3 separate regions of the Oryctolagus cuniculus genome follow, and regions 2 and 3 are each linked to region 1. A link is a contact called in public Micro-C data. All regions are on one chromosome and are shown on one strand. Each heading gives the region's core, a stretch centred on a gene start, on an enhancer-like site or on the middle of the called end of the contact. The rest is flanking DNA. Distances are from core to core; before and after follow the strand shown.

The links. A called contact is a pair of places that touch in the nucleus more often than the background predicts.
Region 2: a contact with region 1 is called in a Micro-C map of ear pinna, with 10 times the contacts expected there. The contact joins the promoter of TLK1 here to the promoter of DCAF17 in region 1. A contact is called at or near these places in 3 of 6 Hi-C or Micro-C datasets (ear pinna, psoas muscle and an unstated tissue).
Region 3: a Micro-C map of ear pinna shows a contact between it and region 1, with 5 times the contacts expected there. The contact joins the enhancer-like site here to the promoter of DCAF17 in region 1. A contact is called at or near these places in 3 of 6 Hi-C or Micro-C datasets (ear pinna, skin fibroblasts and an unstated tissue).

The regions. Positions count from the first base shown.
Region 1 is chr3:69,688,642-69,693,062 of mOryCun1.1, forward strand. DCAF17 (DDB1 and CUL4 associated factor 17) reads right to left here and starts at 1,622. Exons shown (of 12, transcript XM_070070703.1): 1 at 1,489-1,622; 2 at 1,014-1,117. The coding sequence starts at 1,614. METTL8 (methyltransferase 8, tRNA N3-cytidine) reads left to right here and starts at 1,565. Exons shown (of 12, transcript XM_070070704.1): 1 at 1,565-1,654; 2 at 2,788-2,845. The coding sequence starts at 1,627.
Region 2 is chr3:69,986,973-69,991,714 of mOryCun1.1, forward strand. It overlaps TLK1 (tousled like kinase 1), which reads left to right and starts at 2,856. Exons shown (of 21, transcript XM_002712279.5): 1 at 2,856-3,521. The coding sequence starts at 3,383.
Region 3 is chr3:70,147,647-70,152,280 of mOryCun1.1, forward strand. No RefSeq gene overlaps it. Among named protein-coding and RNA genes, the nearest start is that of GORASP2, 40 kb to the right of the region's middle. Within about 2 kb of position 1,500, at least 6 of the 8 cell types and tissues checked have an H3K27ac peak or open chromatin away from gene starts, as enhancers often do. A contact at or near this core is called in ear pinna, where this site is marked.

The sequences.
Region 1 (4,421 bases), core at 372-2,871:
AAAACTGCAACAAGGCATTCAGTGATTATAGGACATGGATATGTAAAATGAATTTCAGTGAGACTTGAAAAGACAGAGAGAGATGGATGAGGAATACTACACAATAAAGTAACTGCACTACCTATGGAGAGATCCTGAGCACAACAAAAACATGCCAATCTCTTCCACAGATTTTGGGCTCTCTTACATAACTTTTCTTTATGTAATAGGAGTTGTAGCTTTCAGGACTTTCATCGGTAGGATTGACAGTCTCATGATTTTAGACTTTAGGGATTTTTATCTCTTGAGATTTTCAACGTTTAGGATTATGGCTTTCAAGATTATGATCCACACTAAAAAACTTAAAATTAACTGCAGCGATAGCTGTGTATGTTTGTGAATGCACTAAAAGTTACTTGAAATGTAGAGAAAATGCCCCCTTTTTTAAAGAGATACAAACTGATAATGCTCTGAGTGTCTTTAAAATACGGAGATAAAGGAGAATGAATGAGACAGAGAAGCTCAGCAGATGCTGAGAGCGCTTGAATGCAGGTACCGGGTACGTGAGGTTCTCCTCAGCTTTCCCTTCAGGCTGTCACTGGACAGTGACAGGCAAGGTTGTTGTGGAACATCCCGGATCTATAAACACTCTGCACTTGATGGAAGAAGCTTCTCATAAAAACAAAAAAGACAAGCGCTTCCAACCAAAATACAGACATTCTTCTCCAAAACGTATTTGGTAATCTGGTGACCAGCACTGTTGATTCTGCTATCTTTTAAGTAGGCTATGAAGCAGTACCCTGAGCAATCTATCATTGTGCCTGCACAGTAAAGTAGCTTTGCTTCAAGCTGGCATCTACAAACAAGCAACTTGTAACTTAGATTTAATGAGATTTTTAAATTACATGAATTACCGTCTAGTCTTATTTTGGACCCATTCTCCTACTTCATTAAGCCCAGCTGTACTCATGTGGTTCTATGCAAATGATTAACAGTGAGGTGAATTACGGCAAAAGCTATGAATGGAAAGTTACCTGCTGATACAGCACCGGTAATTGTCAAAATATATTCTTCCTCTCTCATAGGCTATCGGCGACTTGGAATGAGTTGTCCAAACATTCTTAAATTTAGTACTTTTCTGAAAAACACAAGGAGAGTACACATAAGCTCATGTGCACGCGATTTTAAGTGGGATAGCTAAAATTACAATTTTCAAAATAGTTTCATGTAAACTCTCTAAAAACATCATTTTCAGCTCCTCCTCACTTTGCCCTCACGTTTTGGTTTAATACGGTTACCAACTTTTCCTTGCAGAAGATATTAAGCAGCTTAAAACTAAACGCATCTGGAGGCCCTATTAACTCCTGTTACTAATTCCCCATGTTCAGGGCACTCATTCCCTTCCCCTTCGCGTGTGACCCTCTTAAAAGGGGGCTCAATGCTGCACCCCAACCAGAGGCCTGCCCGCCAGGCGCCCCGCTGCCCGCCGTCAGGCCCCCAGCCGGTCACCTGGCACACCAGCGCCCGCAGGATGCCCAGGTTCGTCCTCTGCACCACGCCTGCATCACGCGAGAAGAAGCCCAGCGCCCGGCGACTCAGCCGGCTGCAGACGTTAGGCTTCCGGGTGGGGCCCATGGGGCTGGCCCGATGGAAGAGGGGCGCGCCCCTCACACCGGTGAGAGGCAGGAGTCGCTACCTCCAAACCTGGAGGCCCCAACTTTCCTGGTGGAGCCCAAGAAAAGCGGGCACGGGGGAGTGGACAGGAGGCACAAGGCCGGAGACGCCCCAGTGCTAAAGAAGAACGAAGGAGAAAGGGGGGGGGGGGTGCGGCTTGCCCACTCAGAAGCACTCGGGCTGCGAACTACCCGACGCCCCTACACAGCGCAACCTGCCGCAGCAGCTCTGTAGTTGGGAAATGTAGTTCTTAGAACAATCTGGCGGCTTCCTAGAACTACAATTCCCATTAGGCTACGGGGCACGCGTGTTTGCCGCGGCCCCGCCCCCAACGCGCCTAGGCCCTGCCTCTAACCTGTCCCAACCTTGGCGCCTCCTGGCTTCGCTCTGCCCCGCCTCCTCCGGTCTAGCCGCGGCTGCCCTGGGGGACTGGCGGGCCTTTCCGGGTCTGCGCTCTGCGCGACGGGGCGAATCCCGGGGCTTGGTGCTGCCGCCTCCTGGTCTCCGCTGCTTTCGCGCTTCCTGAACTCAGTGATCGGTTCTTTACCGCCCTGGTACCCTCACGCCTCTCAGCCTTTCGCTCTGGGAGGCTCTGACCAGGTCCCCCGAAGGGCCCTGTGTCGACTGCGACCCCCCTCTCCCCTAAACGGGGTCAGGTGCTAAAGGTACGCCCCCACGACTTTCCTGCAGCCGCACGTTGCACGCTGTGGGTGAGGCTGACTGTTGAACGTTTGAGGGCATAAACACGGCTCTGGTCAGTGGTGGAAGATGCCGCCTCTCCCAGCAAACTAGGATAGGGTTACCCTTTCCCAGAGGCTGGCTCTTCTGTGGCCTGTGGGGAGACTGCCTGGTTTGGGGATAATTGCTGCAATTTCCTTCCCCTCGATTCCTTTCCTTACGGGGAATAAAATATGAAATACTTATATTCTTACTGGACTGCCTAAGACGTTCCGCGTTGACGTCTCCAAGTGAAGGAAAACTTTGTTAAGCACCAGCCCTGCTGGTGTGTTCCCAGTTCCCAGTACCCTAAAAAATGTCGATACCCATGTGCCAGGTGTGTCCCATTGCTGTGCCGCGAGCCCTTGAGGATGGTGTCTGTGTGAACCACGTGGACTTGGTGTCTCTTGTCCACAGGTGCTCAGTGGAAGCGAGGGATTGCCTCTGAGTGTCAGAGCAGAAACTACAACACTTGGTGAGTGCCTTGAGTCACAATTTGTTTCCTACAAACTTGCGTTATCTCCTTTTTACCTTACTGAGTTTCCTTGGGAGCCTGGGTTTTTGCTGATTTTGTGATGACCTATTTACAGCTCAGGGTGGAGTGCTTTGTATATTTTTAGAGGGTGCTATAATAGTTCATCTGGAATTCACGAATGCAGCTGTCACTGAGAAAGCGGGAACCCAGAAAAGATAACTGGGTTTCCTTGGGCAGAAATGAAATTCTAACCATTGCTGAGCTGATCTTGGCATTTCTCTCTTCTCCTTCCTCTTGGCCACCCTCACTCTGTCTTCCTGTGGCCTTTAGCTCACCTCCAAGTCACCCAAGGAAGAGTTCTCCTGTGTGCCCCACTTTCTCACCAGCAGCCTAATTCCTTTTGATGCTAACTCTTACGCATCTCATCTGGGAAACTTGGTGCCCTCCCCACTGCTGTCAGAGTGATTGTTCTAAAGCACAGAGCTGTCATTTGCCTGTTACAGCCTTGCAGTAGCTTCCAATCACCCATAGCAGAATTTCTGAAGCCAGCTGAGGAGGTAGGCAGGATCTTCCATTGTTAATTTAAAACATTTCACTCGCTGCCTCATAAAAAGAGGTGGAGAGCATCCTGTTCCTATTTGCACACAGAAAAAAACAAGCATTTTTGTGGGGAGCAGCCGGACTAGACTGAGTTACTGGAATTAAGACTTATTCTATGCATCTGCTCTCCCACAATATGGCGCTGGGAGAGAAGTAAACAGCTTCCGCACAGCTGCCTCCAGTTCAACTAATAAACTGTAGGACTTGCTCCTGATTGGAGGAGAGCAGCGTACTCGGCGTGTGGGCAGCCGAGTTAGGATTGGCGGAGGAGGACTATAAAGGAGGAGAGAAACGGCATGCACCGGGAACATCTAAGGGGAACATCTAGCTGAAGGAACACCCGTGCAGCCCCCGAGAAAGCCGGCCGGCGGTGTGCCGCTCCCCTGCGGAAGTGGGGAATGTGGCCAGGGGGAACTGCCCTTCCACGGAGGTGGAAGGGATAGTAGCCAACCCGGGAAGAACCAGCAGCAAACCCGGGGAGGGCCGAGCAGACGAAAAGAACAGCGCAGGGTCCTGTGTCGTTCCTCCACGAAGAGGGGGAGCGACATAATGGTGCCGTGACTCGGATATGAAGCCTAGGCAGGGTTCAGTGTTGCTCCTCCACGAAGAGGGGGAGCGACAATTTTCAGTGTGTGAAATATAATTGTAGGTCTGAACTCCTTGTGTCTTTTATACAGCTGTAACACCTAAACATTTACAGCATTTACAAGCAAAAACTCTAAAATAAATCAATTCAATAAATAAATAAATTCAATAAATTCAAGTGAATACTTAATCACTGTGACCAATGAAGCTGTTTTCTGGACCCAAAGAACTCTGACAGTGAATGTCTCCTGTTCTCCATGACACGCTGTCCTTACAAAAGGGCCTACCCATTTGCCCTTGTTTGGAGAGATTACTCAGTGCCCTGACAACTGCATTCATTCATTCATTCATTCATTCATTATTTATTTATTTATTTGAAAGGCAGAGTTAC
Region 2 (4,742 bases), core at 1,606-4,105, 300 kb after region 1:
CATAATTCAGAAAAGCATAAAGGAAATAGCCCTAACTACCCAATCTTACAAACCAAGGCTAACCACTGACTTTTTGGGGTATATCCTTCAACTTATTTCTTATACACAGTTACAAATGATTTGGAGTCACACCCACTTTTTCACTCACTATAGTGTGAAACTGTCTTCCTTTTTGGTATTCTTTTGTCTGTATTAAAAAATGATGACATAGGGATGGGTGTTTATCTGAACAGTTATTGGTTGAGACTCCTGGGTCCCACATTGGAGTGCCTGGTTGCCATGCCCAGCTCTGTCTCCTGACTATGGCTTCCTGCTGGTGTAGACCCTAGGGCAGTGGATAATGACTCAAGTAATTGGATTCCTGCCCCCAGTGTGGGAGACCTGGATTTTGTTCCTGGCTCCCAGCTTTCCTGTCCAGCCCTGGGCATGCCATTGTGGGCATCTGAGAAGTGAACCAGCAGATGGGAGCTAGCTGTCTGTGTCTCTAAACAGTTTAAAACTGATGAAACAGCATTCCATTTTCAGGCCAAGTGACAGTTTGTTTAATTGGCTCCCTTTTGCTGATAGAGGCCTCTTTGTAGGTTGGTGTGTGCTTCCTTCATTGTAAGGTACAAGAAAGCAGGAAATGAATGTTCAATTGTCCCTCTTAGGCCGCTCTGACAACAAAACCATATAGAGTAATTTGACTATGCATATACTGTGATCCTCAGTCTGCTTAAAATGAACGTAGGTTGGGATAAAGGTAACTTGAAGCTCTGGAGCAAGTTGGGAGGAAGACAACCTATGGTTTCCAAACCTCTTTGCTTGGGCTTGGTTTACCATCCTGAAGAGGACTCGAGGCCCTTGTAGTCTGGGAACGGCTAGCAGCATAAGAGATCAGGCAGTGACTAACCTCCTTTTCACAGACGAGGAAACTGAAATCAAGGATGATAACCTGCTGAGACTAACACTTAGGTCTCAACTTCCTTCCTGTCTTACGCTCTTTTCACCACAATCTGCTAAGTGGATACCCAAAAATACAGTAAGAGCATGTATTTATCTACATGGCGTTAGAGTGCATGAACTTTGGTATACAAATCTAATGGTAAGTGCCTAAGCAAAAGAGAAGCCCGTGTCCACACAAAGAGTTGCACAAGACATGCTCACGACAGCATTACTCATAATGGCCCAAACGTGGAAAGTGCGAGTGTCCATCAACAGTTGCGCCAACAAAGTGTGGTGTGTTCTCACAATGGACTACTACTACTCAGCAACAAACAGGTGCTACTGATCCATGCAACAGTGCAGACAAGTCTCAGAGTCATCATGCAATGAAAGAAGCCAGACAAGAGTATAGACCGTATGCTTTCACCTACCTAAAATTCTAGAAAAAGCCAACTACTCTCTAGTGACAGGAAACAGATCTATAGGGGTGGGGTGGGAGTAGAGGTAGACCCAAGAAGGAACCACAAAGGGGTAGGATAAACCTTAAACCTTGGAGGGTAAAGATGTATTCTTGCAGGGGTGGTTTCAGGCATGCATACCCATCAGTGTACCAAATCATAAACATGTGCGGCTTACTGTACGTCAATTATACCTCAATAAAGTTGTGGGAGCTCCCTGTTAAGTTTGAAAAGTGAAACACGCCAAAAACTCACTGGAGTATCTAAAGCACAAGAAAACTAAAATTATTTCTGAGGCTGACAACCAAGGCTCTATTCTAGTGTGAGTTTATCTGAACAAAACATTAACTATGAGAAATGCCAAGTCATAAAAATAAAAAATAGAAGTGGCATTTTCGTCCCCCTGGTAATCATGTCATTTCCTCACGTCTATACAGTTGCTCTGCATCATAATCTTTTTTTCGTGTTCGATGCAATTTGGTTTTCAAAAAGAGCAATAACCTTGCTGTATTTTTTCCTGAACTGTTAGGCTGCTCTTTCCTGTAGGCGATACCCAGTCCCTGGTGTGTGTGTGTGTGTGTGTGTGTGTACGTGTATGGGCGTGGAAACAGCTACACTGTATCTATAAATTATAGCAAATGCTGTAATTTGTTTTGGGATTTTTGTAGTCTGCTCAGCAGAGGCACTGGAAACACGTTGGAAATTTCTAGAAATCGTACCCTCTTCTACAAGATGAACCCTGTACAGTTTTCCTAATACGTGAATTCAGTGATCAAAATTTTCCGTTTAGATTTTCCACTTACAGTTTTAAAACAAAGCACTGCTATTCTGCACATAGATCTACAACACCGGTGGTGATTCTCAATTCCTTTACTCAACATTGTCTTTTTCAGAAAACATTAGAAAGTTTGGTTTTCCCACTCCCCTCGCCGCACCCCCTCCCCACTTTTTCTCCTCGGCTCCTTTATTTGGTAATTACTCCCATTCTGTAGACGTGGAGGCGCACACGCCCCTCGCCGTGCTGAGGGGCGAGAAAGAAGCAACTCGCAACTTTTCAGTTCCATTTTGAGAAACCATCACATCGAACTCCCGAGACGCGACAGCCGAGAGGCAGCAGAAGCGTTCCTTCCCCCGGCTGGGTGTGGGTCTGGAGCCAGGCGCGCTGCCGAGGCGGAGAGGGGGAGGCAGGTGGCAGCGGCGCGGGAGCCCGAGCGGCGCGGCGGGGGCGCGAGCGGGGCGCGCCTCCCTCCGGCCGCCGCGAGCAGGCTGCCCCCGCGCACGCGAGTCCCTCGACCCCGGGCTCCCGCGCCGCGCTGCAACCCGCCCGGCGCCCGCGTCTCCTCCCCTCGCGCGCGCTAGCTCCCTCCTCACCCCCCGCCCCCAGCCCCCGGCAGGGCCCTCCCCCATGCCCGCTGCTGCGGCCGCCGCCGCCGCCGCTGCTACCGGAGGCGCAGGAGCCTCGCGATAGTGTTTGCACAGGCGGCGCGTGACGCCGCCGCCGCCTGTAACTGATGCAGAGGTTACCCCGCCGCCTCAGCCGCCACCCACCGCCCGCCGCCGCCGCCGCCGCCGCCACCGCCGCTGCCGGCCGGGCGACGCCGGGGGCCGACGCACTGCAGAGGTGCCGGCAGGTTCCGCCCGCGGAAGTCTCCTCAGCCGGCGCAGCCCGCGCTCCGCCCGCGCTCCGACCCCGGCCCCGGCGGGCGCCCCCTCGACGCCTCCGCCGCTGCGCTCCGTCCCTCCGCCTCCTCTCCGGCGCGCCCGCCCGCTCCCTCGCTTCTCCCCCTTTCCCTCCTCCCCGTCCCCTCTCCTTCCCTCACCTCGTCCCTCCCCACCTCCCCTGCTCTCGGTTTCCTCCCCCATCCCCTTGACTCTCCCCTCCCTGCCCTCGCGCTCTCGCTCGCCCTCAGCGCGGCCCCCGCCATGACGGAGGCGGGTGCCGGTGCCGTTGCCGCCGCTGCCGTCGCAGGGGGGGAGTCGGGTTCCCAGAAAGTAGCTTGATGAGTGTCCAAAGTAGCAGTGGAAGTTTGGAGGGGCCGCCATCTTGGTCCCAGCTCTCCACGTCTCCAACCCCGGGCTCGGCGGCGGCGGCCAGGTCCCTGCTGAATCACACGCCGCCATCCGGGAGGCCCAGGGAAGGTAAGCGCCACCGCGCCCGCGCCCGCTCCCGGGCCTCTGCGCCCGCGCAGCGGCCCCCGCGCCCCCCGGGTCTCCCCCGCCCGACCCCGAGGTGGGGGATGGTGGCGAGGTGGACGCGAGGCCGCCGGGCCAAGGGGAGGTAGTGCGCTGTGGCTGTGGGTGGCGGCTCGCGGGTGGCGGAGGGGACGGGCGAGGGGGTGCGCGCTGGTGGGGACGGGGCGAGGCGCAGAGACTCGCCTGGGGTTCCTCCGAGCCGGTCCTGCGAGGGTGGGAAGCCTGCCCCCGGCCGCGAGCCCCCTTCCTGCTCCATTTGCTAGGACACTCGGCACTCTTAACCTCCTGGCCTCCTGTCCCCGGTGGGTTTTCCCTCCGGTTGGAGCCTTCATCCTGGAGCCCCCTCCCCTTCCCCGGCGCACTCCTCCCATAGAGGCGGTCCCCGCTCTGCGAGCTCCGCTACCCGGCGGCACCTGGAGGATGCCCCTCGCTTGCAGGGTCGCTGCCCTTTGGGGGTAGAGCCGCCGGATTTATCTAGCGCACTTTGATCCCCTGCGTGGCCCCCTAGAGCAATTCAAACGGCAGACTGACTCGTGGGCAGGCTTTTAAAACCACCCCCTCCAGATGGTTGCAACTTTCTCTCGTTCGACATCGCCTCCTGCGTGCTCGTGTGTTATCTTGTCGGGTGCAAGGAGGCTACTGTTCTTCTCTGACAGGGTTGTGGGTTTTGTGGGAAATAGCTGCGTAAAGGTTACTGCAGTCACGCTCCAGATCGGTTACAATTGTTTTCTAAGTTTGCTGGCTTCTTGCATGCAAGCGTGCTGCCGCCAGATGTAGCAGTTACACAGCTAGTAAGGCACCGGAGTGCTTTCGACTGAAATTTCAACTTGCTGTATTTAACTTTGGGTATACGACATAAAATGAAATTTGGGAGAGCATGCATTTCTGGGGGAAGGAGAAGTGCGCATGGAATCTCTTAAGGCTCTTTTGTCTGGAAAACGCTTGGCGGTGTTCATCAGCGATTGGTAAATGGGTTGTTCGTTCCCAGTTATTTCGTACAAGGAGACTGTAGGCACATATTAAAAAAAAAAAAGCTCTGGAAGTCTGATAGTCTGGTGAATCTTTTAAAGAAATAAAGGATTCGATTATGAGGAAACGGTGGGATTAATTTATTTTGAAAATATCTGTCGGTATTTACTATTCAGAGTCTTGACAATTGTTAATCAA
Region 3 (4,634 bases), core at 250-2,749, 460 kb after region 1:
CCCCCCTGCCACTGGATTACTGCCCCCCTCTCAGCACCCTGGATGACCTTGGGGGGTTAAACACGTACATGAGTAAAGGACCCACGTCCAATCCACAGCTTGCCGCCCCTGCTCCCCAAAACTCGCGTCCTCTTCACATTACAACACAACCACCCATGATCATGCCATCTCCAGCAGGGTCAAGGTCTCAAGTCAGTTCACATGGATTCAAAAGGCCGAAGTCTCACCTGAGCCGCAAGGCACACGGCTCAGCTGTGAGCCCTCCGGAGCACAGACAAGTGGCAAACCTCAGGAAACAACAGTGGGAGGCGCGCAAACAGCGGTAACAGCCAACGAGGGGCCGCATCAGAACCCCCGCGGAGCAAACATCCACTCCTCTGGCTCCATGCCCGTCATCCTGGGTGCGGAGCAGTCCCAGGGCTCAGCGGCTCCACCGGGCACTGCCCTGCTACAGGTCTCCCGGGTCGCCTGATACCCCTGGAAACCTCCATGGAGGCCCGTGCGTCTCCCTGGCTCTTGCTCTTCCCCCGTGGCTTTCCCAGGCCTGCCTCGGCTGGTATCTCCTGTGCTCTCCTTTTCTGGGGTCTCCCTGCAGCTCCACTAGGCGGCCTCTCCCAAGGCCGCACTTCTGTACCTGAACTCGCAGGCTTTCACGGAAGCCACCGGGACGCCTGCAAACCCAGCAGCGCGTGGGCGACGCCAAGCTCTGCGGCCAGCACGAGCCACGCCTGGGTCCGCTGCCCGCCACCGGCCGCCGAGCCCAGGTGCTTGGCAGGCTGGACACAGGGCACGAGGTCCCAGGTGGCGTTGCGGGAGCTCCCCGAACGCAGCGTGGGGTTGCACCGACCACTCCTGCCCCGCCAGGCCTCCGAGTCGCCTTTGAGACCTTCACTGCCACTCTCAAGGCAGCTCCCTGCCTGCACTCACTCCTGAGCAGGTGCCTCCCCGCCTGGCCCAAACTCTGTCCCACACACGCTCGGGCTCGGTAAGGCTTCTCCCCGGGGAGCTTCCTACGCTCGGCCACGGGCACCCACGCGGCTCTGGGCTGCCCCGGGGACAAACTCGTGCGTTTCCTTTAAGTTCCCAGGAAAGTCACGGGGCGAGGGCGCCCGACTGGCCGGACCTGCAGCGCCGCCGGCCTCGGAATCGGCCCGGGCTCTGGCTGCCCGCAGCCTGCAGCGGCTCCCGCACCCGCCGGCTGGCCCGTTCCACAGCCGCCTCCACCTCGCAGGCGGAGACCCCACCAGGCTCCTCGGTACCGGCCTCTCGGCTAAGGGGGCTCCCCTCCGGGAGGGAGCGCGCGGGGCAGGCCCGGGCGGCGAGCCGGCGAGCGGACAGCGTGGCTCGGCCGAACCCCAGGCCCTGGCCGCCCTCCGAGCGCAGCTGGCCCGTTCCAACCACCGCGGAGGCCTGGGGAGTCAGACACACCTGGGTCCAAGCCCAGCCGCCCCCCAGGCGCTGCGGGTCCCAGGTCTGAGGCAGCAAGCGCCGCCCTGCGGAGGGGGATGGCGGCCGGGACCTAGCCCGGGCTCTGCCCACGCAGGCCTGTGGGGCCGCGAGCTTCTCAGCCGGCTCCAAGTCTGGGGGCCCGGCCGGGAGTGGGGGGCAGGGAGGGGGAGGGGAGCACCCGCACCCCACCGCGTCCCCACAGCTCCGCTTGCTTCCCTGGGGGGCTGCGGGGCGCCACACCCCCGAACGGCGTAGCGTCTTCCAGTCAGCAGCCTCGCGGGCTGCCACTCTTGTTTTATTGTCAAAGGGCCCCCAGATTCTTCAGCATCCTCCATCCCGCTCAACGGCTGGGCTGGAGGGGACGCCGGGAAGCCGAGCCGCCCTACACAACTAAACGCGCTCCCACCTTCGGGGCTGCCCCGGCCCCGCCCGGAGGCCCTGCCCGGCCGTCCCGGAGACCCCGCGGCTCCCGGCGCGGCGCGACATTCCCAGGCTCGCGGCGCCACCTGGTGGCCCGCGGCGCGCACTGCGGGCCCCGCTCGGAGCCCTCCCGGTTCCTGAGCGAGCCCCCTCCGCGTGGGCAGGGGGCAGGACACGAGGCCCTGCGGGAAGGCGAACTTGGTTTCCACAAAGCGAGGAGCTGACGCTTGGGACCAGACAGCCCTCCGTAGGTTCAGCTCCTACCCTAAAGCTCCCCCACGGTGTGAGCTAGAGGCCTCCGAGACTCAATTTGAGCTACAATATGCACCTGCGTACTGGGACGAAGAGGAAAACTTCCCGAGCACGGGGCTTGGCACCTGCTGTTAACACAATGCTACTGTAAACTGTTTGCTGTTTCCGACAGCAGTTTATTTGTAAAGGGAACTACTTTAGCTTGATCGAAAGCAACTTTTAAAAATGTTAAAATAAATGTATACGTAAGTATTAAATCAGAAACCATTTTCTTTTCTGGGCACCGCAGTCTGGGTAACACCAATCCCAGCCTCTCTCTCTCTCTCCCTCTCCCTCTCTATGTTCCCTCCAGGCCACCTCGCCTGACCCCTTTAGGAATAAGGCAGCATCAGGGTGCCCAGGATCTCAGGGGTGGGGTTGGGATGGCGGGAAGCTGCTCCAGCCCCACCTGCCCACGAGGGGATCGGGCCCCACGGCTTCCCGCGGGCGCTGGAGGCTGCACACGCTTCTCTCAGCAGCCCCAGGCTGCTGCTCCTTCCTTCAATTCTTGTAGACGAGGACTCCCGGGCTCTTTCTGCAGGCTACAGACTATTTGCCGGTGGAGATCTGAACCTGAAAAGGTGAATTTCAAGGTCTCTGAAGTTTGATGCTCTTTTTCCTTCTGGGCTGTCATTCCAGGAAAAGAAAAAACAAAACCGTGGCAGAGCCCAAAGCTGGCAAATGCCTTATTTATTTGAAAGAGCAACAGGGAAGGAGAGAGATGGGGTGGAGGGAGAGAACACATTTCCATTCCGAGTTCACTCCCCAAATGCCCACAACGGCCAGGGCTGGGCCAGGCCAAAGCCTGGAACTCCATCCCGGTCTCCTACGTGGGTGCAAGGCCCATCTTCCACGACCTTCCCAGGCGCGTGAGCAGCGAGCTGCATCGGCAGTGGAGCAGCCGGGACTCCCAAGGAGTCGCCTAGCCCGCCGCACCACGACGCCGGCCCCAAGCTCCTTATTTATTACCATCAGAAGGCGCCCTGAGCTCCTGGAGCCCTTTACAGGGCTCCCTGAGAATGCCAAGGGGTTTGCGCTCACTTTCTGCCTTTCACGCGGGTAGTTCAGCAGCGGGGCGGCCCGTGTGGACCTCGCCTTGTGCGTGGCCGGCCGCCGACGGCCCTCACCGACCCGCACGGCGTCCAGGCGGGGCGCCGGCGACTCCAAAGGCTTCAGGACCACTAGGCGGCTCGAGGCTGGCTCGAGGCTGAGCCTCCGCTCCCAGGTGGAAGCCATCCCATTGGTTTTGTTGATTAAAAAGTAATTGACATGTGCTTAAAAAAAAAAAAAAATCCGACAATACGGACGTGCGAGTGCGCCAGACAAGAAATGGGAGGTCCCCTAACCGCCGCCAGCCTCACCCGGGCGCTTCTCGGGGGCCCAGTGACGCCTGCTCCGGCTCCGGGGTCCCTGGGCGCGCAGCTGGCAAATTCCGAGGCGGTGGTCGTTAGGAGAAATCACCGCCATAGGCCCTGGCCGGGGAACTGTTTCCACGCCCCGGGCTAGTGTCTGAGCGCCGGCCACCACGGCACCGGGGTTCCTTGGGTCCCCAGGAGTGAGGGGCCTGGGTCGCCGTGGGCGCCGCTCCCTGATGTCAGGGAGCCCGCGTTTCCCAGCGCCGCCTGGCCTTCCGCGGCCGCAGCGGCGTGGACACCACGATGCCGGCTCCGGGGACGGCGTGGGCAGGCCGCCAGGGGGCGCTCGCCCGCCGAGGGCCGGCCCGTGGCACCTCGCGAGGCCAAGAGCGCCGCGGCTCTTGAAACAGCAGGACTTTCAAATACTGGCAATCAATTCACATTTTGAAATGCGCAGGGCGGCTCGGAGGAAACCTGTGTGGAGCGAACCAGTTTCCGCTCGTTCCGCAGGGGCCTTTGCACGGCGCTGGGCCCCGTCGCAGGTGCACACCGTCCCGGCCTTGGCGCCCTTCCCCCGGGGCGCCCAGGCGGGCGCCGGCCTGGGACTAGGTCCCACTTCCCTTCAGCGGCCTATTCCGGTAGTCAGATAATTGCCCGTGACGTGAATCGCCCATTCTTCGAGGAGACGGGGCTCCAACCCGCAGGAGACCCGTCGGTGGGCGGCGCCGGGAATGTCTGTTCCCAGACGCCGCGCCTAGAGGCTCCCTCCGCCACCCGGGCCGAGGCCTGACGGGCGCGCGGGGCTCTCTCGGCCGTGGGCCGGAGAAACGGCGCCGTTTAGAGGGCGCGTGGCTCTCGCACTTGACTCCAGGAGCCCACTCGAAGACGCCGTCCGACCCTAGCGCGGTGGGCAGATCATTAAAGGGGAAGGCCCAGCCTTCTTTAAAAGGTAACTAAAGAGGGCCACTCTATATGGAAGAGAAAAACAAATCGTTGAAAAAAGTTGCGTGTTGTTTTACAATAAAATAAATATACCCGTTAGCCCAGAGACCGAGGCAGGAACTTGTCCCTCGAGTCCCCGCGTCGGCCTGCTGCAGGGCGACCGCGCGCAGCCTTCCC